Regions from separate parts of the Muntiacus reevesi genome. Here region 2 is linked to region 1. Evidence: chromatin contacts called from public Hi-C data. All regions are on one chromosome and are shown on one strand. Each heading gives the region's core, a stretch centred on a gene start, on an enhancer-like site or on the middle of the called end of the contact. The rest is flanking DNA. Distances are from core to core; before and after follow the strand shown.

The links. A called contact is a pair of places that touch in the nucleus more often than the background predicts.
Region 2: a Hi-C map of muscle shows a contact between it and region 1, with 8 times the contacts expected there. The contact joins the promoter of CDYL here to the promoter of RPP40 in region 1. A contact is called at or near these places in 2 of 3 Hi-C or Micro-C datasets (blood and muscle).

What each region holds. Positions count from the first base shown.
Region 1 is chr20:49,671,040-49,678,123 of mMunRee1.1, forward strand. RPP40 (ribonuclease P/MRP subunit p40) reads left to right here and starts at 2,588. Exons shown (of 8, transcript XM_065912869.1): 1 at 2,588-2,736; 2 at 4,557-4,701; 3 at 5,945-6,013; 4 at 6,681-6,776. The coding sequence starts at 2,614.
Region 2 is chr20:49,800,330-49,806,964 of mMunRee1.1, forward strand. CDYL (chromodomain Y like) reads right to left here and starts at 3,138. Exons shown (of 7, transcript XM_065912856.1): 1 at 2,758-3,138. The coding sequence starts at 2,781.

The DNA.
Region 1 (7,084 bases), core at 1,338-3,837:
CCCTCAGCCCTCCCACCCACAACTGCATCCTTCCTCTGCCCGTGAGCTTAGGCCCTAAACCTCGGGCTCTGCAGCCTCCAAGGCTCAGGTTGTGGCCTCTGGTTGGTGATCCCGTGTCTCTCGACAGTCCAGTCGTGGGAGAGATGAGACCGCCAGCCACGGTGGGCAGCACTCTTCAGAGCTCCTTGTGAGTCAGCTTGTCTGCAGGCCCTGAGTCCTTCTCTGCACACGCGGGACAGGGTCCTGATCCCAGACTCTACCCCCGACACCTGGAGGAAAACGGAGCTGTCCAGAGTGCTGGAATCGCTGAGCCTGGACGGAGGCCCGTTCAGCCTGAGGCGCTGTGCCCTCCAGGCCTGAGCCCACAAGGGCCAGAGCCCCAGCTTCAGGGGGAGCCTGATCCAGGCCCAACGGGAGGGCGGTGGCTCCTCTGCCCTCCTCACAGGCTGGAGAGCAGACGGGGAGCGAGCCCTTCGGGCTGACCACCTGCTGTCCACTGCAAACCCACCTTAAACTGGACCAGCCCCTCCCCGGGCCAGTCCTCTATTCGAGTGCAAGTTCATTTATACAAGTCTTTAATGTTTTGACTCCTGATGGAAGGTTAGGATCTGGGTATGGAAATATGGGTAAGAAGTATTTGTTAAACAACCGTATTTATGGGGCAGCTACCATGTGCTTGAATGGTGCGAGAGCTGGAGATGTGAATAGAGTATGCCCCTTGTCCTCCAGGGGCAGTAAGTGGTTGGAGAGTCATTCACACGTATTTACTATGTGCCCAGAACCCAGCAAGTCATAAAGAAGCGTCTCTACTGTTAATCGGTGTGTGGTGCAGACAGGTGTAGGTGCTGGGCCCTGGACACAATGTCATGTTGTTCATATATTCAAGAGGTCAGCCTGGATGCTGACTCTAGCAGGGCAAGACGGTCGGGAGGCTGGGACTGGCAGTGAGCAGAGAGAGGGGAAGGCGGCCGACGGTGTTGTAGGCTGGAGACACTGGGGAGGGGCTACAGAGCCATTTTGATGAAGTATTGTAGAGAAAAGCTGAAGTTTACACGTACAGAAGTTACAGGGAGCCTTCAAAAGTTAATACAACATTTTAACCTAAATGGCTTGTTAGAAGAGCTTCCTGTTGCTTTCACACGTTACTGGTAGACCGTCAGAATCGCAACAGTCACTTCGCAGAGCTTTGGAGTACCAGCCAAGGAGAGGTCCACCTCTGACATTGCAGGTCTAAGAGAGGCCACTGCTACTGAAATGTGTGGTGCCCATGAAGCAATGCCTTAAGCATCTTACATTCTAATACGGTATTTTTAAGTTGTATCTAAGTGCCTTGTGATTTAGGAAATCGGTAGTTTTTTGATCAACTTGCTATTCCTTTGTCATTCTTCCTATTTAAAATAATAGAAAACTGGTGTCCCTTAGAATATTTGCAGAGAAAATATGACATTTGAGGCATAGGAGTAATGATGAAAAACTGTCCAGTCTGTCTTAGTTTTAGATTAGATTTACACATGTGACTGGCGTGGGTTGCCATTTCCTCCTTTAGGGGATAGAACCCTCCTCTCTCATGTCTCCTGCATTGCTAGGAGGATTCTTTCCCACGAGCACCACTTGGGAAGCCCAGACTTACACATACTTATCTTCTAAATTGTCTTAGTGGTAAAGAATCCGCCTACAATTCAAGAGATGTGGGTTCAATCTCTGGGTCAGGAAGATCCCCTGGAGAAGGCAATGGCTACCCACTCCAGTATTCTTGACTGGGAAATCCCACGGACAGAGGAGCCTGGCGGGCTACAGTCCATGGGGTCGCAAGAGAGTTGGACACGACTGAGTACACACGCATCCATGCATCTTCTAAATTATTTAACTTCTATTCTTCCAAATCTTATAGTAAAAGTGATGCTCCAGAAAGTTGTGCCACAAATATTCTGTTGTTTTGCATCCTCTCTGCATAGAATTGGGCTGTGCAGACTCCAGTTTGAGAAGTGCGTAGTAGGACAGTACTTGGTCAGAAAGATTAGATGGAAAAACGAATTGTCACTATAACTTCCAATAGCAACAAACTATTAAAAGCGGTTCCAAAAGGCTATTTTCCTTTCTTTTCTTTTTTTCTTTTGTTTTTTTTTTTTTGGTTGCGCCGGCTTGTGGGATCTGCATTTCCCCAACCAGGGACTGAAGCCTGGCTCCAGCACTGTAAGACCGAATACAAACCCTGGATGGCTAGAGCATTCCCCAAAAGGACATTTGTAAAAGGATCTTAAAAGTGGTTCTGAAGGAGTCCCATTGAAAGTATCAAACAGAAACCTCCTTGACAGTTTGGAAAAGGGCAACCTGGGGCCCAGAGGAGGGAGTCTGGCCATAGAACTCACTCCCGGCAGCGCGCCTCTCCAGTACCCATCAGAGAGCTTCGGCTGAGGTTCCGGAGGCCTAGCCCCGCCCCCGGCGCTAGCCCCGCCCCTACCCGGGCCGCCTCCGCACGTGCGCCCTGCGTTCACTGCGCACGCCCGCGGGAAGGGGGCGGGGCGAGGAAAGGGGCGGGGCGGGGCGAGGAAAGGGGCGGGGCGGGGCGAGGAAAGGGGCGGGGCGAGCCGAGCCGGGAGGCGCGGGGAGAGGATGGCCACGCTGCGCCGGCTGCGAGAGGTGCCCCGGCACCTGCTGGTCTGCGAGAAGTCCAACTTCGGCCATGACAAGTCGCGCCACCGGCATCTCGTGGAGACGCACTATCACAATTACAGGGTGAGTCCTGGCCCTGGGTCCGCGAATCGCGCACCCTCCCTCCCGCGGGCGCCGGAGGCTGAGGGAGAGCCGGGCTCTGCTCCGGGGGCCCGCCTTCGTCGCGCGGCGGGGCGGGGCCCTCGCTCGGCATGCTGGGAGCTGTAGTCTCCGTGGCTCCAGGCTCGTGTGTTGACTCGCTTCAGGACCACAAGCCCCAGGGTGCACCGGTGCGGGGGCGGTGCCCCGACGTCGGAGGGCGGGGCAGGGTTCATGGGGGTCTCTGTCTGGCCCCGCCCCAGGCGTGCTGCGTCATGGGGGCGGGCCCGGGAGATGGGCGGGGCCAGGATGGGCGGGGGGGCCAGGATGGGCGGGGCGGCCGCGCTGCTTCCCCGCCGCTGGCTTCCTGCGCCAGCCACGCACCCGCGTGTCTCCCCGGAGCGTCGAGCCCGGTCCCGCACGGGAGCTGCTTGCTCCTCTGAATCGCTTACGGGCGTTGGTTTGATCCCTGAGGTCTTCCTTCTGTCCGCTGCCTTCCGCCTTGTCCAGCCAGAGCGCCAGGGCGACATTTGGGCACCTTTTGGCAGAAATTCGCCTCGGTGGCCTTGCCCACAGCGATGTTTGCTGCTGTTTCCTGGAAGCGTCGCCCGCCCCGGGGCCCTTTTCGCGCTGAGGCGTCAGTGGGGTTAGTTACTGGACCTGCTGAGAGGAGGAGACACCCCCGATTCCCGGGCGCTGTCTGCTGGGAAGGCTTCACCGACCCGTGCAAGTGGGGAGGACTCCAGACTAGACCTTAAAATGGAAGTCCGTGAAGCGTCTCACACTTTTAAGTTGATCAGCCTAATCTCAACTCAGGCCTCACTGGCCAGTGTCTCAGACACAAGTGGCGACCCCAGTCCTTTGGGGACACTGGTGTCCCCGCTTTGGGAGAGTGGCCTTTTTCAAGGTGTGGAGTAGCCGGGCACCGCTTGAAACCTGTCAGGTTGAACGTCTCTCCTCTGGGTGGAGAGCTCATCACAGACAGACGTCTGGGAGGTGCACAGTGTCCGCCCCGGCCCACGTGCAGAGCTTTTCTGTCAGGACAGTGGGAACACCCAGTGTCCCTAAATTCCTTACACCCTAAGGGACAGTTCCTCTGATTCCAGCCTAGTACCAGGATACACAGATCTGGGGATATTCACTTGTACTTGCAGTTGAGTCCCTAAGTCGTGTCTGACTCTGTGACCCCATGCACTATAGCCCATCAGGCTCCTTCTGTCCATGGGATTTTCCAGGCAAGAATACCGGAGTGGGTTGCCATGTACTTTTCCAGGGGATCTTCCTGAACCAGGGACTGAACCCACGTCTCTTGCATTGGCAGTCAGATTCTTTACCACTGAGACTCCAGGGAAGCCATCATTCGTACTGTTTCCCTAAAAATTAGTTAATGTAGTGACAGGAACAGGATATCAAATATATTGTTTATTTTCAAAAGATAAAACTCAAGCAAGAGTTTCCCATTAAAATTATTTTTTTCATTCAATTTTCCTATACTGTACACTTGAATTCAGAAATGGAAAACTTGAATTGTTGGATTTCTCTTTTCCTGAGATTAGTAAATTAATTTCAGAGTTTTGTTGAGAGCTGTGGAGGAATGGTTAATAGCCTTAATTATGTTGTGTTGTCACTAAATCCTGGGTGTTGATCTGCATGAAAATAAAAGTTGTTTAAACCTATAGTGGAGTATAATCTGCAAAAATACTGAATTACATGCTGTACACATGGAACTAGTATAATAATGTAAGTCAACCATGTTTCTATTATTAATAAAAAAAATAAGTTTTTTATATTGTATATTCCAATAGGTTTCCTTTCTGATTCCTGAATGTGGGATGCTATCAAAAGAACTGAAAGATCTGGTCATGGAATTTGGACCCTATTACTTTGTGAAGGCTTTACCTCTTTATGAGTTAATCACACATGAATTCATCAATACTTTTGTCAAGAAAGGTAAGAAAAACCGTGTAGTGTCTGTGAACGTGGTGGGATGCGGAAGGTCAGGGAGGTCACATCGCAGATCCAGGGCTCCTGCCTTGTTCGAATCAGACTGATGGAGCTCGTCTGCGAGGTCAGGCGTGTGCAGCCCGCCCTCCGCCCCTCAGCAGCTCAGCCTGCTCCGTGCGCCCTCAGGTTGGGTTTCTGATTTACGGGTCCACACGCATCCCGTGGGGGTTTTGTCACACACGGCTCGTGGAGAGGAGAAGCTTTGCTGCACTGTGTTCAGATGCAGTGCCGTCGGGCGTGGCTGCAAGGGACCACTGTGCTCCATGCAGCGCCCACAACAGCCGTCTCAGCACAAGGGTCTCCTGGTGCGGCCACGCTGCCTTCTGCAGGGCCAGGTGCTGACGGGGGCCCCGCGTCTTCTGCTTGGACCCTGCGGCCCTCAGTCCACCTGTGTCTGCTGGGTTGACTGGTTTGTTCCAGTTACCTCCTGGGAGCCACTCGTTTGAAACCATTCCAGTGTCTTTAAGGATCTGTCCTCACTGCAGGCATCACTGCACAGGAGCCGCTGGCCTCTTGTCTTTGGTCTCACCGACTTGATTCCTTTCGTCAGTTTTGAAACTAGATACTGAGGAATTCCCTGGCGGTCCAGTGGTTAGGACTCCAGGCTTTCACTGCCCAAGGCCTGGATTCAGTCCTTGGTCGGGGAACTAGGATGACACAAACTATGTGGTGCAGCCAAAAAAAAAAACAGTTCGATGCTCTAATTGCTAATGATGTAGGCCCTGGGCATGGCAGGCACTTTTCCATGGGTGACTCGATGTAACCCCAGCAACAACGCTGTGAAATGGGCCTTCAGCCCCATTTTACAGGTGAGGAAATTGAGGCTCAGGGAGATCGCGCCGCTCTCTTGACTTCACATGAGTTCTTGGCAGGTTTGAGTCCTCACCCGGAACTCGGCCTCGCTGGTGTGTGCCCTCACCTGCTCTTCCACTCTGCGCCTCTCTGCAGCGTCCGCAGAGGTGCGCGCGTTCGCCACGCGGTGGTAGTCGGCTTGCACAGACAGGCCATGGGTGGGGATGTGGACGAGCTGGGCCTGGCCTTGTCTTCCACCTTCACCATGGCCGGTTTAGGGTTACTGAGTGAGCGGGACCCGTAACCCGGAAGATTGGTTATCATGTCAAACTCATCCACTGACTTCTTGCAGGTGTGTTTTTTTTTCCCTTAATTTCTCCTCTGGGCTGTCTTTCAGGTTCGTGCTATGCGCTGACATACAACACAAATATTGATGAGGATAATACTGTTGCCCTGCTGCCAAATGGTAAGCATACTCATTTTTCCTTCGTTCTTAAGGAAATGCAAACTGTAAAAAAGAAAAAGTCAAATCATACAGGTGTGAGTAAAGTGACGGTCCACCCTTTCATCCAGCTCCTCCCAGACTCATTCCCATTCTTAGCAGTCACTCTTATTAGCAGGTAGGTGTTTATTCTTCTAGACACGTTCTATGAATTTAAAATCACACATACAGGTTGTTCTTTTTTTAAAAAAAAGACATATATTATGTCACATTCTATTGTTTCTCAATTTTCTTTTTTCCCGAAGCTCTATATCCTAGACATCTTTCCATATCAGTGCATACAGCTTTAATTTACTATGTTTAATGTCTTGAAAATATCCCAGAGGAGTGTACCGTAATTTGTTTATTCTTTCTTTAATAAAAAGTTAGATAATTTCTAGTTTCACTGTAATAAATACTGTGTTTGTGCATGTAATTGTAAATGATACTCTTGTTTATAAGTAAGATATATATGGATAAATAATATACTTGTATTATAAAAAGATCTTTATGTGCACTGGTATTTAACTGCTTAATTTGCCTTGCTTTCTCTTAGAGAATGTGTTATATTTTTATTTTATTTTTTAACACCAAAAACATGAGAACACATATGTTTAATGTCTCTTTATGGGAATTATTATTTGATTTATAGGGAAATTAATTTTATCACTGGATAAAGACACTTATGAAGAAACTGGACTTCAGGGTCGTCCGTCTCAGTATTCTGGCAGGAAGACCATGAGATTCAGTAAGTATGGGCTCTCTCCATCAGTTTCTCACAAAAGATAGCAGTCAATTCAGATTTACACCTTTGAACTGCTGCTCTTCTCTTTGTGTAAAGCAGTGTGGCTTTGTCTGTCTGTAAAATTCCTTATCAGAGAGGACGAGATCCTACTATGCAGCCAGGTGATTTTAGCAACTGCATCTCATGAAGGTCGTAGACTTGGACCTGGTCTGTTAGATACGTGTGTTTGGGGTCGCAAGTTCAAAGTGATGAACCCAGCTTGTCCTTTTTTTAAATCTTGCATTGAGGCGTGGCTGATGTGCAGGGTTGTG
Region 2 (6,635 bases), core at 1,888-4,387, 130 kb after region 1:
CTGCTGGAGACGCAGGAGGTAAATAGATCTGTCCCTCAACCAACAACAGCTCTTCAATGCTCAGAAAGGCTGATGCTGCTTCCATCTTTCTAGGCTCTCTCTCTTTTGTATTCCCGAGGCACAGCTACCATCACCCCTTCACCACTGACCAAGGACCTATCACTTCAGACCAGAAACCGTGCTAAGCATCAGAGATCTCATTTCTTTTCAGGTGAGAAAACAAAAGTTAAGGAACTCACCCAAGTTCAAGAGGCCTTGTTCTTACCACCCCAAGTTACTTCAAAATGCAAGACTCTGAACTTCTTTGCCAACATATCCCTGTGGAATTGTGGAGGGGGAGCCCAAACAAGAAACTTCTACTTCGATTTAAGCAGAACTGGACAAGACCAGGCAACTGGTGCCCTAGGAACTGGTTACTAACGTAGCCTGGCGCTTCCCACTCCATTCCCCTCCCCACCTGACAAGCAGCCAGGCAGATGCAGTGTTTACTTCACACAACTGCCTCACAAGGAATATCGCCTTGATTAAACCAGGACAACTCTATACCTTTGGAAACAAAACCAGACCTCAGAGAGGCACCTTAGATCAGTTAAAACACAATAACAACCATCTTCTTCTGAGCGCTCTCTCTGGAAACCGTGGGTCTGCTTTACATGTTTTTTTTTCATTTAAACTTCACATCTCTATGAGGGAAGCTTTGATTCCAATTTTACAGATGAGGACACTGAGCTTTCAAGGTTAATTTGCTCAAGGTGATGTCAAAAACTAGGTTTTCTGACTCCAAATCCAGGCTCTCAATCGCTACGCAGGACTTTCAGATAAACTTGCAATCCTAATATAGACACGGTGCTGCCTACAAGTAAAGGAGAAGTGAGAAAACTCACTTGGAAAGACGCTGACCACAGGATCGACTGTCACCTCAACTGGACCCCCTGCAACACTTTTCCCTAAAATCAGAACTCCGAATGACCAGCTCCGCTGTGCAGGTGGGTTGTTCCTCTGCGATGTTCTTCGTTCTCCCGAGAGAAGCTCTTGGGAGGTACAAACCATCCCCATCCCCATCCCTCCCTGGCTCCCCATGGAACCTCCACGGGGCAGGCATTCAACGACATGCTCTATGAACGCAAGCTCTGCACAGAAGGTGACTTATAAATGAACGCTGCCACCAGAGCAGAAAACCTGAAGATACAGAATAAGCGAAGAACTAAACCTGGTTCATAATGCACTAGTGCTCAAAGTGCTGTCTTCAGAATAATTTGTGACACGAGATACAACTCACGTACAAGGTGCTACCCTCACCCAAACACTAAGGGGACAAGGGACCCGACTGCATATTTATAACCTCACAAATGAAGAAAGCGTGAACACTCAGGCCTAAAATCTTCACCAACAGTCTAATGTAGAAACCAAAATCCCTCCTGTCCTTGTGCTATGTACTTTCCCAACTGTATGTCTCAGCCTCTAATTCCTGGTCTTTCCCAAACACCACTTTCTTTCTTAGAAAGAATGAAAGCTTGAGAACAGGAGACTTTTTTCTTTTTTCCCCTTTAGTACCCTAAATGGGGCTTCCCAAGTGGCTCGGGGTAAAGACTCCTCCTGGGAGTGCAGGAGACTCTAGTTCAGTTCCTAGGTTGGGAAGGTCCCCTGGAGATTGAGGAAATGGCCACCCACTCCACTATTCTGGCCTGGAGAATCCCATGGACTGAGGAGCCTGGTCTGGCTCCTGTCCAAGGGGTCGCAAAAAGTGGGACACGACTGAGTAGGCACGCACACCCAAATGACCCAAGACAGTTAGTTATCTTGAATACACGAGGGGACAGCCAATGTGTAAAGAACTTGAGCAGAATGGCACACCTTCAGTGCCAGCTAAGGTACACTGACCACGTACAATGTCGGGCAGACCACGGATTCTACGGAAGGCAGCCTCCTCCTGGGAACTTTCGCACAAAAAGTTGCTAGAAGGCCACCACGGATGGCACCCCACAGCCGCACGCTGTGCCAAGGGCGGTAACGCAGCGGCAGGAGAGGACACCTCGGAAGGCTCGGCCGGTTCTTATTAAGGGATCGCGGGGGGCCAGAGGGGCTCTACGCGTTACAGACGCTTCCCTACGTCCCTAAACACCCAGGTCCCTAAACGCACCGGAGGTGACCCCACCGAGTAGCCACAAGTGCAGTCTCTTACGAAGCTGTATTTACAAACACGCACCCGAAAGCACAGAGTGCTCTCCAAGCGTCGGCACTCCCCAGGAAGTCGACTTTGCAACGCGTCAAGAAGTTACATCGGGGCGCACAAGACACGCCTGGAGATCCAAGCCGACAACCGCACCGCTCCAAGTCGACGCTGGCAAACCCGTGGCCCAGAACTCGCGGTTCCGACGGGGGCCCCCTTCTCGAAGCTCGCACCGCCGCGGCGCAAAAATGAATGACGGTTGGATCCGCGTTAGGTTTAAATTTCCTGGCTCCGGCCACAATGCCAAACCTAATTAGAGCATGCGGTCAACGCTCGGCCCTCTCGGCGCGGTGTCGGGCAGCGCTCGGGCCGGCGACAGAGTCGGGAGACAGTCGCACTCGTCCCCGCACCCCCCGCCCCCCAACCCCGCAGGCGAAAGCCCCCCCGCCCCGCAGCGCTCCGCCCCGCGCCCCCGCGCCCCGCCGCCGGCACTCCGGCCCCGTCCGCGCTCCGGCCCGCAAACTCGGGCGCGCGCGCTTCCGTCCAGCAACCCGCGACCGGGGCGGGGGCCGGGGGAGGGGAGCTACCTCGTACAGCTCCTCGGAGGCCATGGCGGGCGGCGGGGCGCGCGGCGCGGGGCAGGGCCGGCGAGGCGCCGCGCCGCCGGCGGCCCACACTTTGTTCCAGTCGGGTCCCTGCGTGGCCTGCGCTTCCTGCTCCGCGAGGCGCCGGGCGGGTGGGCGCTCACTCCTGCCGCTGCGGGCCGCCGGCCGGGTCGGTGCGCAGGAGCAGCTGCGCAACGCGCCCTCCGCGCCGCGCTCACTCCGCGGCGGGCCGGCTGGGGCTCGGGCTCATCGCGCCGCCGCGGGGCCGGGCCGGGCTGGGGCGGGCGCGGCGGCGGTGCACGGCGGCGCGCGGGCTCCGCGGCTCCCCCTCTCCGCGGTAGTGCAGAAAGCTTCCTACTTGCGGCCGAAAAACCTGCCCCGGCTACTGAGCATGCCCAGTGCGGCCGCCCGGCTCGGCCGAGCCACGCTCCGGGTTTTCGGGCCGCCCGCGCGGGGGGGCGGGGGGGGACGGGGCGGGGCGGCCGGCGGCCGGGGCGGCGCGGGGAGTGGCGGGCCGCGCTGGGGCCCGGCGGCCGGCAAGGCGGGCAGGAAGGGGCGGGGTCTGACTCGGGGGCGGGGCCGCGGGCGGGGGTGGGGCTTGCTCGCCCCAGGGCCCTCCGGAGGTCGGGCCGGGCCGCGCGCCCGCCTCGACGTGGGGGGCGTGGCCGCGGCGCGCGGGGGCGGGGCCTACTCGCCCCAGGGCCCTCCGGAGGTCTGGCCGGGTCGAGCGCCCGCCTCGACGTGGGGGGCGTGGTCGCGGCGCGCGGGGGCGGGGCGAGGGCGGGGCGAGCTCGCCCCAGGGACCTCCGGAGGTCGGGCCGGGCCGCGCGCCCGCCTCGACGTGGGGGGCGTTGCCGCGGGGCGCAGGGGCGTGGCCTGATGGCGGGCGTGGCCTGAGGGGCGGGGCCTGCTCGCCCCGGGGATCTCCAGAGGTCGGACCGGGCCGCGCGCCCGCCTCGACGTTGGGGGCAGAGGGCGGCGGCGCGCACGGGGGCGGGCACCGGCGGGCCAGAGGTTGGGCTCGGGGCCTCGCCGCCCGGCGCCCGTAGCCCGCCACCCCGACGGCAGTGGCGCGCGGAGCCCGTCCGGGCCGGGCCAGCCCGCCGAGGGCTGGCGGCGTGGCCAGGTGGAGCCCCCGCCCAGCCACGTGCCCGCCTCCCCCGCGGCCGCTGCCAAGTCCCGGAGCCGGAGCGCGCACCCGCTCGGCGGCAGGCCGGGGGGCGGGGGCCGGGGCGGCGCGAGGGCGCGGCCGCCTGCGCCCGGCCCGCAGCTTCCCCCGCGCCGGGCCTCCCTGTTCCTCTTGAGCGCCCGCCTCCCCCGAACAGGAGCTGGGAGGAGGGGCCGGGCTCCGGGGAAAAGTCTGGGTTCCCAGGGAACGGGGCTGTCAGTCGTGGTTCTCCTGGGCGGGGCGGGGACAGCTCGGTGACCGGCGATGGGCAAGCTCCCCCTGCACTCGCCGCGGGAGAGGGGCGTCGTAGGCCGGCCCCCTGGGCACACCTGCCGGGACCCTGGACGTCACCCCATCGCTGCGAAACGAGGAAGGAGCTGCGTGGCTCGACTGCCCCAAACAGCCGGCCGCCGGCAGCCTCCTTGCGAGGAGAAGGGGACCTCGCGGGGCCCTGCGGACAGGCCGCTTCACGTGGCCCCATCAAACCCAGCCCTCGCCGTCCCCGGGGCATCTTCCCCGGCCGCCCCGATCCCGGTGCCCCCGGCTCCAGGGAACTAGAAACCGACCTCCGAAAAACAAGGCTCCTCCCACCAGTTTCCTTCTTCAAACCCCATTCGATGGTGCCCCGTACGCAGTTTAATGACCAAAAGGCTTCTCACGGACCCCGCTGGCCTTCCTGCCACACCGTCCTCTACCTACAAAAGAAGCTCCCCCCACCCCGGTGAATTGGAATTCCAGCGTCCCCACGCCCACAAACGAGCGCAGCGCCTGCCCTTAAGTCACTTCAAGTCGAATCACCATTGTCTCCACGCCGCCTGCAACCCCCTCTGCCTGGAATGCCCCCCCATTCAACCGTGAACTCCTGCTCCGACGTCACCCCAAAAGCAAAGCCTCCTGACTTCCAGGACCGAATGAGTCACCGCAGCCACTCGGAGCTCACCTTTGCGGACTCTGTTTTGTCCACTCTTCCCTCCCACCCCGGTTTCTAGACTAGGACCTTCTTACAGATCGCATCTTCAAGTTTGACTCTCCAGCCCCCACACTATACCTACAAAGCAGGGTTTTTATTCTGTGAATTGGAATCCCGGCGTCCACAGCAAACCCCTGACACCTAATACAATTCTGATTCCATTATCTTACATCTTGACAACAGCATCGCAAAGTTCCCACCTTCTCAACCCGTCCAGGCAATTCTCTCTCCCTCCCAAACACGAGCTCCTCTTTGCCTTTCACTGAACGTATTATTTGCTACATCTGCTTATCGCCTCTCTGGCACACAAATTCATCAACCATAGTTGTAAGCTCCTTGAAGGCAAGGACTAGCACCCTGTAGCCTCCAAGTCTCAAAACGGTGGTCGCCCACCTATGCTGGTGCTCAAAGACTTGCGGGAGGTGGTTCAGAGTCACACAAGCCCAATAAATACACGAACAAAAAAGAGGGACCCAAAAAAAAAAAAAAAAAAAGAGGGACCCTCAGTATAAAATGAACACACACATCTTAACTAGAAACCTCTATACAGTCACAGACCGAAATAAATATAAAGCCCCCACTGTTACCGAGGAGAGGGGAGGAAGACAGGAGGCTGTGAAGACATCCACAACTACTATTCTCAGATTTGGAGCTAGTTCATTTGACACACAGCAACCCTAACACAAGGAGACTTCGCTCACTGGGGGGAAAAAGGAAGAGGGGATTACAGCATTAAAAAAAAAAGGTAACTCCAAAATCCGAGGTATACGGACCTTCAATCCTGATGACCTGGGTTATTTATGCTGCTGTGACCAGCATAAATATTAAGAAGGAAGAGGGGATTACAGCATTAAAAAAAAAAAAAAAGTAACTCCAAAATCCGATGTATACGGACCTTCAATCCTGATGACCTGGGTTATTTATGCTGCTGTGACCAGCATAAATATTAAGAGTAACCACTAGGTAGAAGTCACCTCGGTAACAAACCAGGAGTAACCAAGCCATTCCCCTAAGCTCATCTCTCTCTCTCCTCCCGTGATTAGCTGGTTTCCATCTTAATTTAAGAACAAAGCAGAGGAGACCTGTACTGAAGTACCCAACTAGTGACTGAGAAATTGAGGCCAGCTGTCCACTTTGTTCCCCTCATTCACCTAAAACACCCCTGGTTTGTTTAATACGGTTTTCTTTATGTATTTCACCTCCTTAGTTCAATCTGTCTTACTTTCAAGCAAATTCTACTCTCTCCCCTCACTTTTTAAATATAAACATCTTAGCGGTGCTCATAACAGAAGCAAATATGTCCAAGATCATGTAATGGCTTTGAATTTATACCACCTTTTATCAAAAAGTGAAGTTTTGCAGTAGTTACCATGACCACGTGTGTGGGTGCTGTGAAAGTACTTTCTCGGTGAATTGAGAATAAAAGTGCAATCACATCCCTTAAACACATCAAGGAAGATATCCGCATTGTGCCAAAAATACATGCGGCACAACGGTTTGTACTAGTGAAATACACAAATCTCAAAGATTACCGAAACGTCGAGAAGGAAGAAGATGGACACATGTGATTAAAATACACATCTACCGGTTCAAAGCTTCAATTCTTACCTGAGGTGAGTGTGTGATGGAGACCAGCAGATACCAGCTAACTCCTTTTCCAAATTTATACGGACAATGGGTAATCGACAGTCGGCTCCACTCAGGACTCTCAAGATCAGGAGT